2 separate regions of the Urocitellus parryii genome follow, and region 1 is linked to region 2. The links are chromatin contacts, called in public Hi-C maps. All regions are on one chromosome and are shown on one strand. Each heading gives the region's core, a stretch centred on a gene start, on an enhancer-like site or on the middle of the called end of the contact. The rest is flanking DNA. Distances are from core to core; before and after follow the strand shown. Region 1 holds the start of Hs3st3a1 (heparan sulfate-glucosamine 3-sulfotransferase 3A1). Region 2 holds the start of LOC113197192 (heparan sulfate glucosamine 3-O-sulfotransferase 3B1).

Region 1 (5,263 bases), core at 2,630-5,129, 650 kb before region 2:
CACATGCTCTGGAACTACAGTAGAGGCAATTGGTCTAGACCTCTAGGAGAGATCTCGACATTTTTAAAATGAATGAAACAATTTTCCACTTTCCTTTGTGAACCCACCACACATACAATGGAAATGGAGACTATTCATTGCAAAGGATTGCTTTCCCATGACATGCAAGCCACAGACATTTGTTGTACTGATATCATGTCTGCTAAATTAAGTAATGAGGAATGTTTTTTAAACCCTATCAGGGTGGAGTTTCATATCCGGTGAACTCCACTGAAGTGTCCTAAATTATTATTAACAAAGTCCTACACATATAAAAGTTTGCCAGGAGGTTTGTTTAGGATATTAAAACATTTTAAATCAATAAGAATAATTTTTTTCTTTGGAGATCTCACCTAACAGACTCATTTTCTTTGTTTTTAATACAAAACAAAGAGCTGATGACTCGACTCTAGAGACACAGTTTACAAATAATTTTATTTTCTTCTGAGTGAGGGAAATTTATTGGAACATCTCGGCAACAAGCATTTCTAACTTTCAAACTCCTTCTCCAAGAGCTTTTCTTCAAACTTCCTAATAGCAGTGTCTCCTCATGAGAACAGTAGGGGGCGCTGCCACAGCAAACTATTATGGCAATGTGAGAGATTCCACTGAGCAAAAAAAAAAAAAAAAAAAAACCACAAGGATTCTCCCAAGTCAGTCTGTGTCTAAAAATATTTTTTAGATATTTTTCTCTTCCATCATTCACTTTAGGGTGAAATATTGGGCTTTTTCTTTCTGTTTGTGTGTATGTGTACGTGTGTGGTCTTTAGGGTGAGTAGAAATCCTATATTGCAAATTTGGGGCAACTCAGGAAGGACTAACTGAATACCCTATTCTGGAATATTAGTTAAATATAAGTGGTGAGAATGCATTTAGTAGTTAAGAGACATTCTGTGTGGTACTTTTTTTTTTTTTTAATATAGCTAAATCTTCAGTCTTTCTTACAAACATTACACTCCAAGTTCAGAGCCAAGATGAAAGAGAACTGTGGGGAAATTTCATTAAATAATCACATAATCCAGGCTCCGTAGGTTGGTTTTTTTTTTTTTTAATAAAAGTTTTCTATGTAATTGAGTTAAGCTTAAATTTATGCATTCAATAAAAAAAAAAAGTTGCAAATGGTAAAACAAAGACATTGCTCCAACACTTGGAAAATTAAATTCACCAAACCATGAAGTCTACTGTGCAGTTATTTTTGTAACCACCATAAATTGTTTTATAGAACTCTTCTGCCGGCATAAACAATCCAAGCAGAGATTTACTTTACAGCATGCATCCAGTTTCCAAAGGAGAGGCCTCAAAGTTTATGACTCTTTTTCTTTTCTTTCTTACTATTTCTTTCTTTCTTTCTTTTTTTTTTAATACTTGTGTTTCTAGTTACCTTGAAACCTTCCTGTCTTACATGAGTTCAAAAAGTTCTACAGAAAATAAGATCCAGGTCTGTAGATATACTGTGTCCTCAAATACTCATGGCTGGAGTGAGAAGAAACAATCCTACTTTGTGGAAATAAAGTTTATATGGCAAAATGAAAATAAAGGGGTTTAGTACTAAATATTTCACCATATTTAATAGCACCTCAGAGCCCAATGTTAGATTAGATGGTTCAGACTGTCGGCTTGAAATGTGTTCCCTTCTAGCACTGTAGGAACCCAAATTCAATGCACGCTGCTACAGATAAGAGTTTTAGGGGTCTTTATTCACTCTTTCTTGTGTCCTTGATGAAAAAAACAGAGCTGCCTTTGTGCTAAAAAGAAGGACCTGTTGTTTCCAGATTCAACAGGTCATTTTTATAACAACTTCCCAGAGGATATAACATAAATGACAGAAACACAAGGGGATAGTTTAAGTGGCCGATGATTTTAAATGATATATATTCTATATTAAGGGAAGGTTGTTTGTTTTTCTTTCCAAGAAATGGAAAGTTACTCTTTTAAAAGCATTCAATGTTTGGATATGATTTTTAGGACCAAACCTTTCCTCATGAGCTGAATTACTATAAATTCGGCTTCTGAAATCAATCTGAGGGTGTGCTTGACCCCTCAAGTAAATAAACTTGTCAAATTATGTCCATTTCTGTTTGGTGAATGAATGGTTAATTGAGCAGACTTTTGGAGTATATGTAAATTGTGTTGTAACTCTTGATAATATTGTTTCAGTTAAAATAACAAGAATGAATATTTTATGAACACAATAAACTTTATAAAGTAAAAGTTATGTAGTCCCATAATTTCTCCTTGTACTCGGAGGGAAGAAAAAAAAAAGTCAATATTTTATGGCAAACAAAATCCAGGTGACACTACAATTTATGAGTTTGGCCAATTCCTTTATTAAAGGTGGCCTAAATTTGAAGAGATTGACAAATTGAACATTAATGTCTAAATGAGACTTATTTCCTAAACTGTATTCTCAGAGTTTTCCACAATGTACTTTTTTACTTTTCATATCCTCACCACCTTTTAAAATTAGCTACCTTATTTGTAAAAAGGATTGCTGGAAGCTCCTTAGAAAACTTTTTGCTAGTCCAGAGACAAAAGTTCCTTTTCCCTATAAATATCAAAAGCCCTTTACCGAACTCACTCCTCGCCCCAAACAAAAGTGATTACCAAGGAAGCTTCTTTAAAACTTGGTGACTGGTTGCTGGCACTTGCTGAGACTTAGATTATCCAAACTATGTCCACTCTCCGCCACTTGCACTGTGTCTCTATATGACTTACCACCTCGGATAACTATCTGGCAAAGCGTCAAGGTAAATAAATACCTGATGGTAAGGACTGTGTTAGTCGAAGGCAATTGCCCAAAAGATAAAGAAGAAATAAAAACAGATTTCCTTGGGAGAGGTAACTTAGTAATGATGAACAGGTTTCTAACTATGGGGCTCAGGAGGCAGTGGGGGGCGATCCCCCCACCCCCTTTAGCTAAATACGCGCATATTTTCACAGAGCAGGAGAAAAGAGATGAGACTGGCTTTGGGGAAAGGGAATCCCAAGTTCCAAAATTATTAAGACAAAAATTTCCCTCCCACTCGCTCCCTCCTTCAACACCCACCTCCCCGCTCCCTCAGAAGAGAAGGTACTTTGAGGAATGGGTTTCTTTTCCTCAACTTAGAGTCGGGTTTGCCTTCGGCAAGAAGCGGGGAGGGAAATGTGGAACCTAGTGGTTCCAAAGGCTCTCAGGAGTCTCCACCAGCCCAGCCCCCCTGCGCTCTGACTCTCCCCGCCAGGGCCTGCGCCCGCTCACCGATACCAAGCGAGTCCCTTGTGGTAGCTGCGATCGAAGAAGTGGGGCTCCGCGCCCACAGCGCGCACGTCGGGGTGTACGCGCAGGAACTCCAGCAGAGCCCGTGTGCCGCCCTTCTTCACGCCGATGATGATGGCCTGCGGCAGCTGCTTGCTGCCTTCGTCCAAAAGTAGAGCCAAGGTCCCCGGCGGAGCCTCAGCCACGCTGCTTCCCGCCCCTGAACCTCCGGGACTGGCTGCCAGGCCAGGGGTCTCCTCTACCCAGGCTGCCTCGTCGTCGCCGTCGTCTCGCGGCACGGGAGGACGGCGTCTCCGCCACTGCTGCAGTTGCAGGAGACGCTTTCTGTGCGCCACCGCGGGCCACACCGCTAGCTCCCTCGGGCCTCCGGCCAGGACGCCTCGACCTGGGGCCCCCGCCTCCTGGCCGCCGACCGACAGCCCCACGACGGGGCCGGACAGGGTCTGGCAGCGCTCGGCCAAGCAGTAGAAGACGTAAAGGGACGTGAGCAGGGAGCAGAGCATCAGTAAGAACTTCCGGAAGATGCTGCGGGACAACGGCTCGATCGAGGTGGGGTGGGCGCCGGCTGGGCCCGGAGGGGCCATCCTAGCCGGAGGCGACTTGGGGCAGCGCGCGGGCCATGCTAGGCCGGTACTCCGCCAGGTGCCATGACATCCCCTAAGCGGGCCTGCGCTCTGGACCGAGGCCACATAGGCTGTGCGCCCCTGCGGCGGTGCGAGCTACCCTGGGAGGCGGCAGCCGGGCTCCTCCAGGGAACCGAGCACCGGGAGCCCTGAGCGGGATCCCTGCCTCCAGTCGAAGGGGAGAAGAGGGGGGGACCGATGCCGTGCTTAAGAAACCATCGTCTTAGGTCTTAAACTCGCCCAAATCTTGAGGCTTGGGGGCAGCGCTCGCGCCCCAGTTCCCTAGGAGTCGCTGGGATAGTGGCGAAGAAGTGCGACTCAGCCCAGATCCTGAGCGTCCTCTCCCGCGGATCTCCCTCAGAGGTCGTGCATTCTGGGTTTGGTCCCCGTAGAAGGGACGCGCGGCTCCAGGGCCGCTGAGCTGCGTGCGCTCCAGACAGCGTTGAGCGACTGTGCCCCAGACCCTGCTTCCTCTGGTCTCCTTGCCCGACTGGGCGCGCCCTCTAGGTCTGGGCTTGGATCCTCCTGGTGCGAGGTGCCCCCTAGTCCCTCTGTCCGAGAGTGACCCAGAAGGCCTACGCCCCGAGCAGTCCACCCAGCTTGGTGCGCTCCAGGAGGCTGCAAACTGTTCTTGGGCCCCACCTGTGAGCCGCGTGGCACAGGCTGGCTGCGCGGGACCTGTCAGCGGCTGCGGTCCCAGTTCTCGCAGGCGCTCCACTGCCGCCTCCCAGGCCGCCGCAGCTACACGTGGGGCGCGGAGGGCAGCAAACTTGGCGGTGACGTCAACGGCCCGGGCGGGACCAGCCCCCGGACCAGCGCAATGGGGCGCAGACCGCGGCGTAGGGGCTGGGCCAGTCGGGCGGGCGGGGTGAGATGGAGAAAAGGTGGCGCGGGCTCCACAGCGGCGGCCCAATGGCACTGGAGAGGGCGGGGGCGATAGGGGAGACGCCCCTTCCTCACTGATCCAGCTCACTCTCGATTGTCTTGCCCCTTTCCAGACAGCGGAACTGGGGGCTGCCGGGGCTCGGGGATTGTCTGACTGACAGCTAGCGCCAGTCCTATCCCTAGGGCCTGCCTTCCACCCAGAGGGCCGCTCGCTCGTTTAGGGGTTGCCAAACCTTTCCAACTCTGCTCAGAACTTTGCACCCTTGATCCTTTCCAGATTCCCGGCGATCTGCCTCCCTCCTGCTTCTGCTTCCACATCGGTCAACCCCTTACCCCTTCCCATCGCCTTGGTCCTTCTATCTCCTGAACCTTTGGAAGTTTTTTTTGCAGCGGTGCCCAGTATCATGCTGCAAGCCATGTCTCCATTTGTCTGGGGCAAACTGAATTTATCGCAACGGCT
Region 2 (5,374 bases), core at 235-2,734:
ATGGTCAACTGATTTGCTCCAAGTTGGCGCTTGAATTTAACAAAAAAGTTGGTGGCGAAAAATGACACCTAACAAGCAGTGTCATATGTCAGCCATTGTCTCCTAACTGGGGGGGGGGGGAGGGTGGTGAATGTTGACTCTAATATTTATTCAGGAAAAAGGGAAGAGAGAATATTTTCTCAAACCTAAAGTTTTCAACAAAGTCATATACAGATAAAGCCTCCCATACGTAACTCACATGTTTCTACCAGGAAACTTTAAAAATCAGACTCTATCTCCCTGTTATTTTTGCCTTCTTTCCTTTCCCCCTCCCCAACCAGCTTGGGAGGTTGGAGATTTGTCTTGAGGACAGTTTACTACGCCGATCCCAGTTCACGGGCAGGCCAGGGGAGATCACGCCTGGCCAAGAATGAGGGGGAAAGACCAGGAGGAGTGAGTTGCCAGCGATTTCCAAACAAATTTCCCCCTCAAACTTCCTAAATCTGTTCCTCTCCGGGAAGGGCCCTGTCTCTGCGTCTCTGGTGTGAGATGGGCGGTTTGGGTAGCTGGTGCCTCTCTCTCCCAGTTTTCCCTCCTCCAACCCTGACTGCAACACAGACACATCCCGAACCTGCCTAAGAAACATCTGGATGGGGACTTACGTCCCGACATCTAGGCAACTACAGCCATGGTTGGCTCCGGGGAGCGAGTGCGGAAAGGCGCGCGGGTGCGGAGCGCACCACTCAATGGAATAGGACTTCTCTCAGCGTCTGGTCACTCCAGCATCCTTCCCACCATCTGCTCCTGTCACCAGTCCCCGGCCCCGCCTCTCTAAAACCGCCCCTTGAGTCCTGCAGCCAATAACAATCCCCAACCACTCTCCACCGCCCCGAACCCTTTCCACACCCCCACGTTCCGAGAGAAGATTGGCTGTTTAGCCCTCGGCAAAGCGCCTGCATTTGCATGGTGTTCCGGGTTTCTGGTAGGTAGAACGGCCTGTCACTCCCGAAGACCGGTCCCGCCCACTCCACCTCAGTCCCCAGCTCCCTTCCTGCGCAGTTCTCCTCCGCAGCCTCTGCGGGCAAGTGCCGGGGCTGCTCTCAAGGATTAGTTCTCTGGACTGCTAAAAGGCAGCCCCGGCGAGCGGTTGTGCGCACCGTCCAGAGTGACCAGGGCGCGGGAGTGCAGCGTTCTTCTGGCCCAGCGCGGGTCATGGCACGGCAATAACAGCCCTTCTACCAGCAATTACCGCTGCTCTGACTTTCCGTTCCAGTTGCTGCTCCTCCCGGGCAACATGTCAAGAGCCGCCGCCGCTACAGCTGCCGCCGCCACCTGGGGAAGAGCAGCAGCAGCAGCAGCAGGAGTGGCAACCGCGGGTACGCGGGGGCAATAAACCGAGCAGCCCGGCTTCCAGAGGGTCAAGGGACCCTCACCGTGCTCACTGCTCCTGCCAGACCTGCGCCATGTGCTGAGCCATGTCCCTGGCCGCGCCCGCGGGCATCGCATGGGGCAGCGCCTGAGCGGCGGCCGATCCTGCCTCGATGTCCCCGGGCGGTTCCTGCCGCAGCCTCCAACGCCCCCGCCACCGGTGAGGAGGAAGCTTGCGCTGCTCTTCGCCATGCTCTGCGTCTGGCTCTACATGTTCCTGTACTCGTGCGCCGGCTCTTGCGCCGCCGCTCCCGGGCTACTGCTGTTGGGTTCGGGGTCCCGCACTGCACACGCCCCGCCAGCCCTGGCCACAGCTCCAAATGGGACGCCCCCCAGGTTGCCTTTCCGGGCACCGCCGGCCACCGCATTGGCTGCTGGCAAGGAGATGGTGGAGGGCGCCGCGAGCCTAGAAGAGCAGAGTCGCGAAACGCCTGACTCCCCCAGCTCCATCTCCAGCTTCTTTAGTGGGTCAGGGACCAAGCAGCTGCCGCAGGCCATTATCATCGGCGTGAAGAAGGGCGGCACGAGGGCCCTGTTGGAGTTCTTGCGTGTGCATCCCGACGTGCGCGCCGTGGGCGCGGAGCCCCACTTCTTCGACCGCAGCTATGACAAGGGTCTAGCCTGGTATCGGTGAGTTATTTGACGGGGCCAGGGTCACCGGCCGCGACCCAGACCATGAGGAAGGGAAACCAGGCACATGTTGGGAAGATGGTTGGGGGCACCATGGCTGGGAGGGACAGAGGATGACCGGGTAATGCAGGCTAGTAGCGTCGAGAATCCCGCCCCCGCGCGGTCCAGGTTACTCCTTGCTGGAGTCTGGCTACTACCTACAGAAACTTCTTACGGAGAACTCAGTGGTCCGTGGTGCCCTGAAAAATTACTAGGCGACTTCGTCGCAAGGAAGCGTGGCAGCGATTGAAAAGCGCTTAGGGAAGCGGGCTATCGTCTAACCCTGGCAGTGTCACCCATCAATCAATCCAGTGTTGGTAGTGTTTTTTTTTTTTTTTCTTTTTCCTCTCCGGAGACAGGGACACTGGGAGGAGTGTTCTACGCCTCTTGGATAGCAGTCTCCTCCCTAGACCAACTTCTAGAGCCGCTTCTGCTCCCCAGATGGGGAGGGGGGTGGAGACCACGGCATCCTGCCAAGGCTGCCGAGAGTCTGTTAACTTTTTTGTTACAGTCCTTCTTGTTACCGGAACCCGAAGGGGGTCAGACCCGCCGCGCTCGCGAGCTGCTAGGGCTGGGGAGGGTGAGCTGGGCGGGTGGCTCTGCGCCTCTGCTGGCTGTGGCGCGCCGAGCGTGGAGCGGTGCTGGTCCCTGTCGGGCAAAGGCGCGCACTGCAGCCTGCCCGCCCTAGCGGCGCGCAGCTTTGAAGGAACCGGAGCGCCCCGGGCACAGCCCGTAGGTTTCCGCCTCCCAGGCCTCGGTAAAGGGACACGATCTCTGGTCTCCGCCGCCCCCGTTCAAGTCAGGGCGCAAAGAATATTCGGGCCCATTGATCAAGAAATGAGGGTTGCCTAGAAGTTGCGGCTTCCGGAAATTGTGCTCTCAAATAGAGTTGTGAGTCCAGTTCCAGAGGGACAGAGGCCCCAAGGTCATAATTACGACCTCTGCCTATTGCTTCCCTCCAGCTACTGGTCTTTTGGGGTGAGTGGTTGGGGTGGGAGACAGGCTCCAGGCTCCGGAAACCCGGTTTTCTGATTAATGGGCCCAGGCACTGGTCCTCATTCCATCTCTCTGGTCACCATCCCTCAGCCTACACTACTCCTCGAGTCTCCGGCATTTTTCCAATACCGGTTAGCTTCAAAGAGGCTGGAGACTTAAGAAAACAAAAGGGGAGAACCTAACCGAACCCCACTTCCTGTCTCCACTGCATTTCTCTGGATCTGGATAGGATGGGAGAAAAAAAAAAAAAAAAACAGTGACTGACCTTAGGATTAAAACCGCTCCTTTCCCAGCCGCGTCCTCCCCCCTACTCATTGTCTTTAATGTTTTTTTATTATTGTCAGGAGTTGCCTAAGTCTAGAGATTTAGCCAGCCGTGACAGCCGCTCTTCTCACTATTTCCAAGACACCGCCTGAATTCACGTCCTGACTAGAGAACTCTGAGCCTCGGTGCTCTCATCCGTGCAGTGGGGATGATACTGGTTCTCCGCAAAGCCGGGGGAAGTGAATGCATTGGTGTAGTCAGGTGCTTGGCTGGCACTTGGGGACTCTTTAATTGTTAGCTATTGTCATTGATTGGATGTTATTTCTTCACCATAGCCACCCCCTCCTCCTCCTGGGATGGTGGTTCCGGGAGTGGAGCGGGATGGCAGGCTATAACTAGAGAGCCCTTCTAAGGTGGAGCCCAACAAAGCCGGAGGCAGCCCGGGATTTTCTGAGATCAGACACTCTTGCAGGCCGGGTTGGGAGGAACGGAAAGGAAAATAACCGAACCCTTGATGTCAGTTCTAGAAGCACCTGGAGCAGGCTGTGGAAATCCCCCACCGGGAGATTCACGAAATCTCCTAGGCGGCGGCCCTCCACCTGCCACGTTCCTTTTGATCGATTCAAAAACTCTGAATAAAGTCACGCTGGAAACCCTGGTCGCGCTCCTGCAGCCGGGAGCGCAGCCTGGGAGCTACGGGCCGGGCCGGGTCCTCGCCTGGGAGCTGCCCTGGGAGTGGCTGCATTTGGCCGAGCGGACTAAGGCAAGTCGCCAGAGGCGCTAGGTTAATCATCCTTCCGAGCTATCTAACTAAAAAGACTGACTAGCAGGACTGTCGCAACGCGGAGGTACCATAGGAGGTACAGAGCCCGCGGCCGCGACCTGGGAGATGCAAACTGCAAGGGTTCCCTGATTGTCCCACCAGGCGTGTCTGGCGCGGCCGCAGGGTTGGTCGTTTTTTTTTTTTTTTCTTAAAGGAAATTAAATATTTTAAATACTATCTGCTTAATTACAAATTTTAAACTAATTTAAAATATTCTGAGCAAATATGTGGACTTAACAGTTATTTTGAAGGTGACCGTTTTAACTTTAAACCCAACACCGTTAGGACGCCTGACCCAGGGTGCTATACGTTAAGAGCCAATGTTTGGGGTTCCCCCTTCGCCCTCGATGGAGTTCCCTCTCCTCGAAAAATCCCTGCTCCACCTAAGACGTGAGCTCCATTGTACCTGAGCTGTCGGTAAGCTCAGGCGGCCAATTGGAGAAGAGTATAAATAATAATTAAGCAGAAAGAAAGATGCAATTCCGAAAATGTTTTAAACAAGTCCTCAAAATGAGAATCTATGAGAAAGGGAGACATTTGAAAGGCATTTAAGACAAAAATCTATGAGCCTGGATGGTTGAGCCCAAGGGTCAGCCTCCTAATCTGTTGGAGAACCAGGTCACGGCTGTCTGAGCCGTCGTTAATGGGTTTAATGGGGTGATCCACAGCCCCGCCAGTGGCCTAACCCAGTAGCCCAGGGCCTGGACGGATTTGCATGACGTCTCGGAATTTGATTGTAGCTCCTTCCACTTGTCCTCATGAGACACTATCAGCCACATGAAGAGGGTTCATGGTTGGATGGAGACCACCGAGGTGGTAGCGCGGAGCTGACCCCGACACTGGCCAGAGAGTGGGAGTCTTTGCACTCACTGCCTAACCGCTGCAAAAATCACACGCGCTAATTCGTGCTGTCTGAGCCTGAACTCGAGTTTGTTTTAGTCTTCGATTCAGATTCTTCTGGGCTTACTTTTCCAGTTCATCATTCAGCTCTTTCGAATTAAACTCCCAAACTTAGCAAGGGCTGATGAGGCCCTCACGGAATGACAGACATATGGGTGCTATATAGTGACCCTGGACTTTACCTTCAGGTCCTGGATGTGATGGTGTCTGAAAAGAGCAGGGTGTGGTTCAGGAGAACTAACCAATGCAAAAGTGGAGAAACCACTCACCCTAGATTGATTTAAACTTCAGATGGCCAAACACATATAATTTTTA

The links. Hi-C and Micro-C count contacts between places; a contact is called where the count stands out from the background.
Region 1: a contact with region 2 is called in a Hi-C map of liver, with 8 times the contacts expected there. The contact joins the promoter of Hs3st3a1 here to the promoter of LOC113197192 in region 2. A contact is called at or near these places in 2 of 2 Hi-C or Micro-C datasets (liver and muscle).

What each region holds. Positions count from the first base shown.
Region 1 is chr7:124,437,920-124,443,182 of mUroPar1.hap1, reverse strand. It overlaps Hs3st3a1 (heparan sulfate-glucosamine 3-sulfotransferase 3A1), which reads right to left and starts at 3,879. Exons shown (of 2, transcript XM_026390660.2): 1 at 3,278-3,879. The coding sequence starts at 3,879.
Region 2 is chr7:123,790,091-123,795,464 of mUroPar1.hap1, reverse strand. LOC113197192 (heparan sulfate glucosamine 3-O-sulfotransferase 3B1) reads left to right here and starts at 1,484. Exons shown (of 2, transcript XM_026409420.2): 1 at 1,484-2,037. The coding sequence starts at 1,484.